Linked DNA regions of Gossypium hirsutum: region 2 is linked to region 1. The links are chromatin contacts, called in public Hi-C maps. All regions are on one chromosome and are shown on one strand. Each heading gives the region's core, a stretch centred on a gene start, on an enhancer-like site or on the middle of the called end of the contact. The rest is flanking DNA. Distances are from core to core; before and after follow the strand shown. Region 1 holds the start of LOC107962239 (putative cyclin-D6-1). Region 2 holds the start of LOC107962163 (subtilisin-like protease SBT5.6).

Region 1 (5,235 bases), core at 850-3,349:
TATTTTATTTAATTTTATTTTCACAATAACAAAATATCCCCACTTCGTTGCTTAGTAACACATCCAAATGTTTTTTGTTTAACTAATTTAAAACTTTAATTTTAGGAGGAATTAATATTTCATGGGGAGAAAGAGGACTATTTTTTATTGTTATTGTGGGCTTCAATTGTATGAAGTAGTAGTAGAGCTAGAAATTTTTTTTTAGTGCCGGAATTAAATTATATATTATTTACAATAATAAAAATATAAATTTATCATTTTAATAGCGTATATTTTTATATGTTTTAAATGATTAAACTAAATTTTTATTATTTTGGAGGTCAAATTGTAAGTTTTATTATTATTAATTTAAAATTTTATAAATAATAAAGGGCTTAAATTTTTTTTTCCATTTTAAGGATGGTGCTAGCAATTTGCTCCTCCACTGATATGAAGCATTAAAAAGGATATGAAACATTGCAAAATCACTTGAGTTACCTAAAGTTTGAAAACCTGAATGTGAACTTGAAATGCAATTGAATCCATATGCCTTGAATTTCAAGTTGTTAGGTTGACAAAACATTAGTAAATTTACTAGTAATTCCTTCCTACCTTCTTATATTACCTTTTGCACAGTTTGAGTCAAGAAATGTGACGCAATGATATCTTTGTTTTCTATGAAAGAAAATGGCTCATAAATAACAAATGAAAGTGAATACCTTTTTCTTATACAAGTTAGGAGAATAGAGTTTATAAGTAGGGAAGTAAAACACAATTTGATTAGAAAGAATTAAAAAAAATTTAAATTTCGAGTTAATCGAATTGAGTTATTCAATTTTTTTCGAGTCTACATGAATAAATAATTCGATGTTCGAGTTCGAGTTGAGTTAAATTTTACCATTCTTAAATTTTACCATTCAAATAACTCGAATAATTTGAATAAAAAATTGATGTAAACAGTCTTTGTTAGTTTTTGAAAATGAGCAAATCGGCCTCTCTTACCAAAAATTACAAAAAAAAATTTAAAATAAATTTTAAAATTCTAAATATTTATAAAATTGCAAAATGTATATTTTTTCAACAATTATAAAAATCTAAAGAATATATAAAGAAAGTTAAAAATTTTAAAATTTTCTAAAATAATAAGTTTGGGACCTAAATAAGTTAATTAATGATTCAAGCATACTAAAATATCTTTTTTTTCTCTTATTTTTCTTTGAAATTTTTTAAATATATATGATTTCAAATTTATTTACTCTAACATGGAATTAGTTATATTGTATTGAGATTTTAATTCAAAATGTTTAATTTTTTAATTTAACTCGAATAATTTCACTTGATTCGATTAGAAAAAAAAAATTCAAATTGAGTTAGGATAATAAAAAAAGGACCCACCAACTCAATTTTTTTTACTCAATTCGATCAAACACTCACCCCTATTTATAAGCACAAGTTAAAATAGTAAATTTTATCTCAATCAACTTGAAATTTACTATCCAACCATTGAATATTTGAATTTTTGTTTAATCAATTTATGCAATTATTTAAAAAACAATTATATCTAATAAATATTTGAAACTCAATATTTACCTCGATAGGTTATCTTTTAGAAAATTAAAAATTAAATAGGTAAGGAAGAGACGGTGAGGTTTGTTAAAGAAAATGAAAGAAATTAAATAAAAAAAGGTACCCGAAGTCAATCTACCTAAATTTGACTTGGAGAAAAGAAACCTTGGGTCTTAAGACATTGAAAATTGGATTATTGTCCTGCTCACTTTAGTAGAGAATTTTTTTTTCTAGAATGACATGGTAAAATAATAAAATAATTAAAATAATTATATATATGATAAAATCCTAAAAAAATTTATGAATTTTTTTATTCTTATTAATATTAGATGAACTATTTATTCTTAAAAACTTGTTATAAAAGGGAAAAGAAAAACAAGAAAGGAGTTTGTGGAATGTGATTAAATTAAAGAGGGTCTTATTCCATGATCAAAAGCAAAATTAAAAAAGGAAAAGTAATTTCTTTTAAAGAAGGAAAAAAAATAAATAATAGTTTGTTGGATATTAAGCGGTGAATTATTTAAGCGGCACCTTCTTTAAAATGGACCGGCGCTTATCGCGGAACGAAGAAAAGGAAATATACTGCGCCAAACTGTCTTCTTTCTTTCTACTGCTTTGTGAGCTCTGCTTGGGACCACTTTTCTCCTTTTGCTTTGCATACTAAACTATATACATACATGTGTTCAAAGAAGAATGGCACTTTTATCCATTTCTCCAACAATATTAGCTTTTCAAAAGTATAACCTTCTACCTTCAAATTAGATTATTATTATTATAAATATCATGTTCATGATACTAATTCAGTTTCTCGAGTAGCAATGGCATATTCTAATTAAAGTTAAACAAGGCAGCTTTGTGAGACCCAGAAACAAAAGTCACAAGTGAAGTTGAAGATCCGACTTGGTTTTTTCAGCTCTCTTCTTCTCTTTTTCAACATTATTATAACTCTATTCTTTTGCAAACTCACTCTCACTCTCTCCCCATTCTTCTCTTAAGAAAAAAAATTATGGATTGCTTTGATCTTGAGAACCCATTCACCAGCTTGGACAATCAAGAATCTGATATAATCTCAGCTCTCTTCTCTTCAGAATCTGATCACATGCCTTCCCACAACTACTTTCTAAGTTTAAAGAGCAATGACTTGTTTGTTTCTTTTCGACAGGAAGCCATTTCTCTCATTTTGAGGGTACCCATATCTATTTTCACTATTCACTACTGTTCTTTTCCTTCCATTTCATTTTAATACATGGTTTACTGTTCTTGTCTTTTATAACTTGTTTTAATTGGTCAGGCACAGTATTCATGTAACATTGATCCTTACACAACATACCTGGCTACTAACTACATGGACCGGTTCGTCTCCAGGCAAGAAATTCCTGTATGTAGGCAAGATGAAGAGTGTTGTTTTCTTGGTAACCAAACAAAGTATTTTTTATAACAACTTGAATACTGTAACAGCAAGGTAATCCATGGGTGTTGAGGCTTCTTGTGATCGCTACCATTTCTTTGGCTTCAAAGATGAAGGAACAACACTTCTCTTCCTCCAATTTCCAGGTTAATTAAACATCTCATCTTAATTTGAAATTTTTTTTTTTACCTTCATGCGAAGACTAATACAAATGAAACAGAGAGACGAAGGGTTCATCTTTGATGCCCCCGCAATTCAACGAATGGAGCTTCTGATACTTGATGCCTTGAATTGGAGAATGAGATCAGTAACACCCTTGTCGTTTATCTGCTTCTTCATATCTTTGTTTGAACTTAAAGATCCACCTTTGAGACAAGCATTGAAAGATAGAGCAACAAACATAATCTTCCAAGCTTGTAATGGTAATTAAACAGAACATAGTAACATGTCCGTTATGTCTTTTATCGGAAAACAGCTTGAACATGTCTGTTATGTTATTTGTTGCAGAAATCAAACTGCTAGAGTTCAAACCATCAATAATTGCAGCATCAGCTCTTCTTATGGCATCCCATGAGCTATTCCCTTTGCAGTTTCCATCTTTTGAAACCTCGATTTTGAGCTGTCGACATGTTAATAAAGTAAGGAACTGGAACTATAAAACATTATTGAAGGTCATTTTCTTTTCAATTACTTTAGGTTAATGAATTAAATGAATATAATTTTGACAGGAGAATCAGTTGAAATGCTTTAATGCAATGCAAGAGATGGTGGCTAATGAAACTAGCGATTCAATTATTGAAACGGTGTCAAGCTCAAGTACAACAACTCCAATGAGTGTTTTAGACTGCCATTGTGAGAGAAGCAGTAGCAGCATGGCAGCCATTGCAGTGCCTGAAAAGAGAGAGCAAAGGAAGCGTCAGAAATTGAATGGTTTTTGCAGTGAAAGTAACAGGGTGAAGATTTCCCAGATTCAACCATGTGGTTAAGATTTCTACCTAGATTTTCTATACCTAATGTCCTAAAGGGAAAAGGACAAAAGGGTTCATGAACAGCTTTAGTTAGAACTCAGAAAAGATGGTTCCCTTACCCTTTTCTTCGAGTACAAAATTGACGAAAGAAAATTGACTAAATTAGATGATCCATTTTGTTTATTTCCTTTTAAAAAATATTAAATTTAGCTGGCGGCCAGCTGTTGGGAAAGGGACAAGAAGGACAAAACATGGCTTCAAATGTTAAAATATTACTATTTGTTTGTGTTAATGTTGTGTTGTTCTGTAGCAGATGGGGAATCGAACAATGCTTAATTCAATAAGAGTTTTTATTGTAAACTTCAAAATAAGAAAATAGTTTTCTTGAGGGTAGCAGAGATAGAGGTTTCATTCTCCATGCCTAAGTATAAAATATAAATTTAAACTTAGTGGGAAAGAAGATACTGCAATTCCTCCAATTTCTGCTTAGGAAATTAATGAAGAATATGTGGGGATAAGAGAGAGAAAGAGCCAACGTTCGAGGCACGTTGCTGTCTTAAAAGATTTTGGCATCTTTAACGAGAAACTAAGCCTTTTGTGTTTGAAAGCAACCAGAGGGGGGAAGACATAACTATGTCTTTTGTTTTTATGTCGTTTGCTCAGGAATTGAGAAATAACTTCTTGTGCATCGAGTTTAATTGTTCATACTATTTTATTTTCTTTTATCATATATATGTTTTATAAGTACCATAAACTTAGGATAATTACATGTATTTAAAAAAAGAACTCACGGCATTTGAAGAATGCTAGTCGAAGCATAAGTTTCGAAGATCAAGATAGACATTGGGTACTTTCAAATTTAAACATATTTGCTACCATTTTATCCCACTTTATATGGAGTATTCTGATTTTAAACGTCTGGCCTCGAAGTCTATATACAAAATATTTATTTCGTGGGAAGGATATAAGATTTATAGAGTACATATGTTCATTGGGGATTGTTTTGAGTGTAATTATTTTATCCCTTCAAGGTTTTTTTTTTCTTTCTACTTTTTTACCTGGAGGTGGTTGGGTGAGTAGCGAAAGTGAGTTCAATTTAATTGTATTGATTAACTAAGAGATTGGGTTTAAATCATTATTTTGTAATGTGAAATTATTAGTGGGTTTTTCTTTAGGTTAAACCTCACTTGTAAAATTAAGCTTGAACTACATAAATAACTTAATTGCGTTTTTTTATTAATTTATCTTCTAAACACATAAAATTAAGAGTTTTAATCTCTTGACATTCAAGTAAATGCATTCCATCTTAATAAT
Region 2 (5,235 bases), core at 1,869-4,368, 490 kb after region 1:
ATGCCCCGTGTTACTGTTTAGTTATTTTATCAATCATGCTAATTTTTAGAGTAGAAAAGAATGAATTTTTTTACAAAAAAAAATATATTTTACTATTTAATCTATAAAGTATAAAGAATAACTTATCTAATATTTTAACAAAAAAAAACAAAATATAATCTAAGTATTATCAGCGGAACCATCGTGATATATTACCAATTACCCTAAAAGTTCCTTCTCGTTATTTGCTTTTGTATTTTTGAATAGTAAAGAAAACAATTTTTAAAAAGTTTGGAGTTTTGGCTTAATTTAGCTACTCATAATTCAATTTTGAACGACAATTTCGAAGTTGGTATATATGCAAAGCTTCTCCTGATGTTAATTGAAAGTGGTAAATGTGATAGTTGTTGTTAAATTTGAAATTTAGTTATTATATTTTATTTTAAAGAATTTAATTTAATTATTTTTAAATATTAAAATTCAGATTTAATTGTTAATACTTTTAAATTTTTTTCATTAAATTTAGGTCCAAGTCAATTTTTTTAATTACATGCCTACTAAGTAGAGAGAAATCTAAATTTTAACAAGGTTAATAATTGGACTTGAATTTTGAAATAAGTACAGGTATTAAATTCTTAAAAATTAAAAGTACAAAAATTAAATTTTAAATTTGAAAAGAGTACAAAAACTTATGACATCACATGTTTATCGTTTGGAAAATGACTCAACTTCTAACCATAAAAAGATTATCACCTTTGATAGGTTAAGTTCTGCAATAACTCTTTATACTTTACACGAAAGTATTTAGTCTTTAGACTTTAATTTGGTCATTTTTAGCTAATATGCTTTCCAAATTTTAAAATTTATGTCCACATCATACGGTTGTTAAGTTCGTTCAATTATGTTATTACCATATGCATAATGTCATATCAGTTTGTTATTTCACATATTACTCATTAAAAATTCAATTAATAGATTAATAATTGTCATTTTGTAAATTTCAAATTTTGAATTGTATAGAGACTTAAAATAATCCAATTGAAGAATATTGACAAAATCTACAACTATACACATAGTACATGTTGATACAAGATTTGGATTTGAAGCTTGAGGACAGTTCACCCATGAAACTTGGTTGCAGAGGGTAGAATGACCCTTTTTTCATGTCCTTGAAAGTGTATATAAAAGGGGTTCTTGGTGGGCTTATGTAAGATACTCTATCAGTAGTGTAAGGTAGGTATAGAGTCACGTGAATGTGATAGGGATAAATATTTGTATAGTTTAGTATAAAATTATTAATTGAATTTAATCCAATAAATTTAATTATTATTTTTAGTAGAATAAAAATTTTAAAATTCAAAAAATATTAAAATTAATTAATTTAAAAAATATAAAACACTAAAATTAATCAAATCACTTCTAAAAAATATTGATTAAATTAAAATGTAAAGACTAAAGCTGGAATTTTCATTAACTACGGGGTGTAATCATAGAATTGACTCTTTGATAATAATCAAAGAACCTTAGCTGGTCCTATCAATCCAAATGGAAAAGGGCCCTCCTTTCCCCAAAGATTATTGGATTTATTAGGAACCATTTTCAGATTGTTTTCACGAGATTTTGACACATGAAACGAACCTCGAAAAAGCAGAATAGAAACCCCTCAGTGTGCAATAAAATTTGCATGCTATTCAACAAATTATATAAAGTTCATCACAAGTAAATTAGATGAAAGGGAAATTTTTCTCAAACCTTTACTAAATATGGTTTGATTAATAGGACACAAATACCATGAAAGTTAAGGAAAAACATATGCTCACACGTTTGAGCCCTTAAATAGTTTTTAATTAAATTTAAAATTTAGCTTTAAGTATGTAGGGTAAAGTTTAGAGTTTTAGGATTTAAAATGTGAATGTTTAGGGTTTTAGAATATTAAAATAATAAATATTATTATAAAGAATGAATGCTGGAACCCATACATGAAGTGGCAAGTCAAGCCGAATAGCGGAATAGAAAGCAAAGGAAAATTCACTCACTTGTTACAATTGGATGAGTTAAAAGCGACTCCTCCTTGGCAGATTCCTTTCCATGATTTTGGGGTGGGATCCATTCCTTGGTCACTGAAGCTAGGTGATTCCGGCCATAGACCTAAATTGATGAGACCCCCAAAACAGTAAAACAATCCAATAATTACATAATACATTTAGAAAAATGAATTATTTGCTACTCAGTTGTCTTAATACAACAAAAGCAATAATGCTTGAGACAGTCACATGAGTAATCTAAAAAGATGGCATTGGAATTCATATATAGTTTTAAATTATAATTGCAAAACTTTTTTACCGCTATCCATCACTCCAATAATGACATTTTTGCCATGTTTAGCTTTTGACAATAAGTCTTCTCCTCCCATCTTAAGCTTTTCCCATGAATAGCTATCTCCTTCATCTAAGCCAACAAATTCCCATGACCTTGTTGTCTGCACTGAGTGCTTTCCATGTGAAGGAAACACTGACAAAAGCCCATCCATTCCTGTGAGGAAAAATGAAAACCCAAGCATTATTATTAGGTATTAATTTCAGAAATGGAGATGAAGAAATATGTTGCTAATGAGTCACCCACCAGAGAGCTTGGAGGCTTCATCTGGTGTAAGCTTTGCAGCAAAGCCATTGATGCTGTGTTTGTAGCTGTAAAGAAGGGAAGATTTAGCATCTTCTTCAGATTCTTTGACTGAAAGTAAGTATGAGATATGGGTTTTCTCAATCTCATGCAAAGCTTTCTCCCCATTGTTGTGTAGCCCCAAGTAAACTATATACACCTACATAGACAATAAATATATATATTTTACATGAAAATTAGAGTTCCGAGAGAGAACTTTACTACAGAAAGATGTTGAAGAAATAATAGAAGAGTTACGAGAAACAGAAAAAGTACTTTTTTCTCAACAGATGAGGCCAAGATAGGAACGACAATCAAGAGAAGGAAACAAAAGAGAGTGTTCTTCATGGCTAATAATGGCACTGAGTATTGTCAATCCTATGGAGAGATAATGTTATATTTATAAGCGTCTTGATCAATTGTGTATACTGATAATTACAACTCTTTCACTTTACATGATATATGGATTGTTATATGGTTTTGAAAAATCTTCTTAGCATTTACTGTATTTACAGATAAATATGGGAATCTCTAATTGAAAAAAAGTTAAAAGTATATCTTTAATTAAAAATAATTATGCCTTTAAAAATTACTAAGGTATTTTTACATATTTAAAATAAGTAATATTGTTATGATAATATTTTTATTTTTTTTTAGCTTTTTAAAAAAATCAGCATAAAATTTACATATATTGACATTTGAACTCATGTCATTAATTTTATTTTGATATTTTATGCATTTCAATATTATTTCACAAACATTTCAATGTTTTACCAACATTGGTTGTATATTTATCTTTTATACTATTATTTAAATCTCTGATTGAGCTTATGTTACAAGTCAATCCAAGGTCAACCCAATAAAAAATTTATTAAATTGTCCTTACAAATTTGAAATAAGTTATATTCTTACAACGGTGCTTTTATTTTTTTTATATTTTTAATAAAATCAGTATAAAATTTATATATGATGAGATAAATTATATTCTTAATATGACGTAGTTACTTATTTAAAAAAATTTTACTCACAATTTAAACTATTCTTTTTAATTTTAATTCCATATATTATATAAAGTATTATTATTAATAGTTACGTAATTTATTTAAAGATTTAATTTTTACACCCATATGATTTGTGATAAAATCCGAAACTCTAGTTGTACATCAGTCAACTCATGAGTTTTTATTAAATATATTTATTTGATGATAGATAAAATAATTATAATTAAATTATTTTATCTTTAAAGTTTTTATTTTTTATTAAAATGTAATATACTAAATAATTAATAAAAGCATCCTTTTAACGTTATGCCTAGGTTTTTACTTTTCTTAATCAGGGTTAAAAGTTGGGGTAAACATTTGATAAAATCGAGTAAAAAAATTTGAGTTAATTGAGTTAACGAGTCTTATTTTATCATCCTACCTCGAGTTGAATTTTTTTTAATTGAGTCCAGTGAAATGAAATTCAAGTCGACCCAAATCAAATTGAGTGAAATTACTCGAGTTAAATTAAAAATTAAACATTCCAAATTAAAATCTTATTTTAATATAACTAGTTCCATGTTAGAAGATATAAATTTGAAACTATATATATATTTGAAAACTTTTTCAAAGAAAAATAAGAAGAAAAAAATATTTTTAATATGATAAACTTAAATCATTAATTAATTTATTTACATCCCAAAATTATTATTTTAATTTTTAAAATTTTAACTTTCTTTATATATTCTTTGGAAATTTTTTAAAATGTATATAATTTTGGAATTTTTATAAATATTTTGAAATTCGAAAGTTATTTTGAATTTTTTTTTTGAAATTTTTGTTGATAGAGAGATCGATTTGCTCATTTTTAAAATTGACAGGGACTAAAAGGATATTTATAGCAATCTATATTCAAATTATTTGAGTTATTCAAATTGTAAAATTTAACTCGACTCGAACTTAAAACTCGAATTATTTATTCAAATTGATTCAAAAAAATAAAAAATTCTAATAACTTGATTCAATTAAAAAATTAAATTTTAAATTAATTAAATTGAATTTTGCTTACTCATAATAAAAAAGGTAATATGCTATTGAAGGTATGAAAACGGGATACATATCATCTTTTCTAACCTTATTTAGAGCCTTAAAAATTTTACTAGTAGAGTGCGAAATAATTACCCATTTGAAAAAAATATATATTATATCATCTCAAGGTAAGAAAGCCTCCACTGCAACTCATGTGTCTTTAGGGTGTAATATGGAAAATAAAAAATATATATTATTTCTTAATATATTATTTCGTGTTTAAGTTTGACATTTTATTTTAATATAATATTTTTGATATTTTTTTATTTAACATGATATTTATATTTGATAAAATTATATATTTTAGTACCCAAAAGGGACAAAGCAAAAACTTTAATTTAGAGGGACCAAAGTTAAATTATAAAATTTTAAATTGGTAAAAGTACAATTTATATGCTTGTTATTTATAGAACTTTTAAAGGGATTTGTGAGATGAAGTATAATTTTACTATTAAAATAACTTATATTTTTAAAAATTAAAGGACTAAAATAATATTTTGTGGGTGTAGGGCCCTGCTGTCCCAATCAA

The links. A called contact is a pair of places that touch in the nucleus more often than the background predicts.
Region 2: a Hi-C map of leaf shows a contact between it and region 1, with 3 times the contacts expected there. The contact joins the promoter of LOC107962163 here to the promoter of LOC107962239 in region 1. A contact is called at or near these places in 5 of 34 Hi-C or Micro-C datasets (callus and leaf).

Annotation. Positions count from the first base shown.
Region 1 is chrA06:94,838,309-94,843,543 of Gossypium_hirsutum_v2.1, forward strand. It overlaps LOC107962239 (putative cyclin-D6-1), which reads left to right and starts at 2,100. Exons shown (of 6, transcript XM_016898557.2): 1 at 2,100-2,731; 2 at 2,837-2,923; 3 at 3,004-3,099; 4 at 3,174-3,375; 5 at 3,461-3,591; 6 at 3,682-4,262. The coding sequence starts at 2,552. The coding sequence ends at 3,939.
Region 2 is chrA06:95,326,147-95,331,381 of Gossypium_hirsutum_v2.1, forward strand. LOC107962163 (subtilisin-like protease SBT5.6) reads right to left here and starts at 3,119. Exons shown (of 9, transcript XM_016898428.2): 1 at 2,914-3,119; 2 at 2,602-2,797; 3 at 2,323-2,511; 4 at 2,016-2,127. The coding sequence starts at 2,985.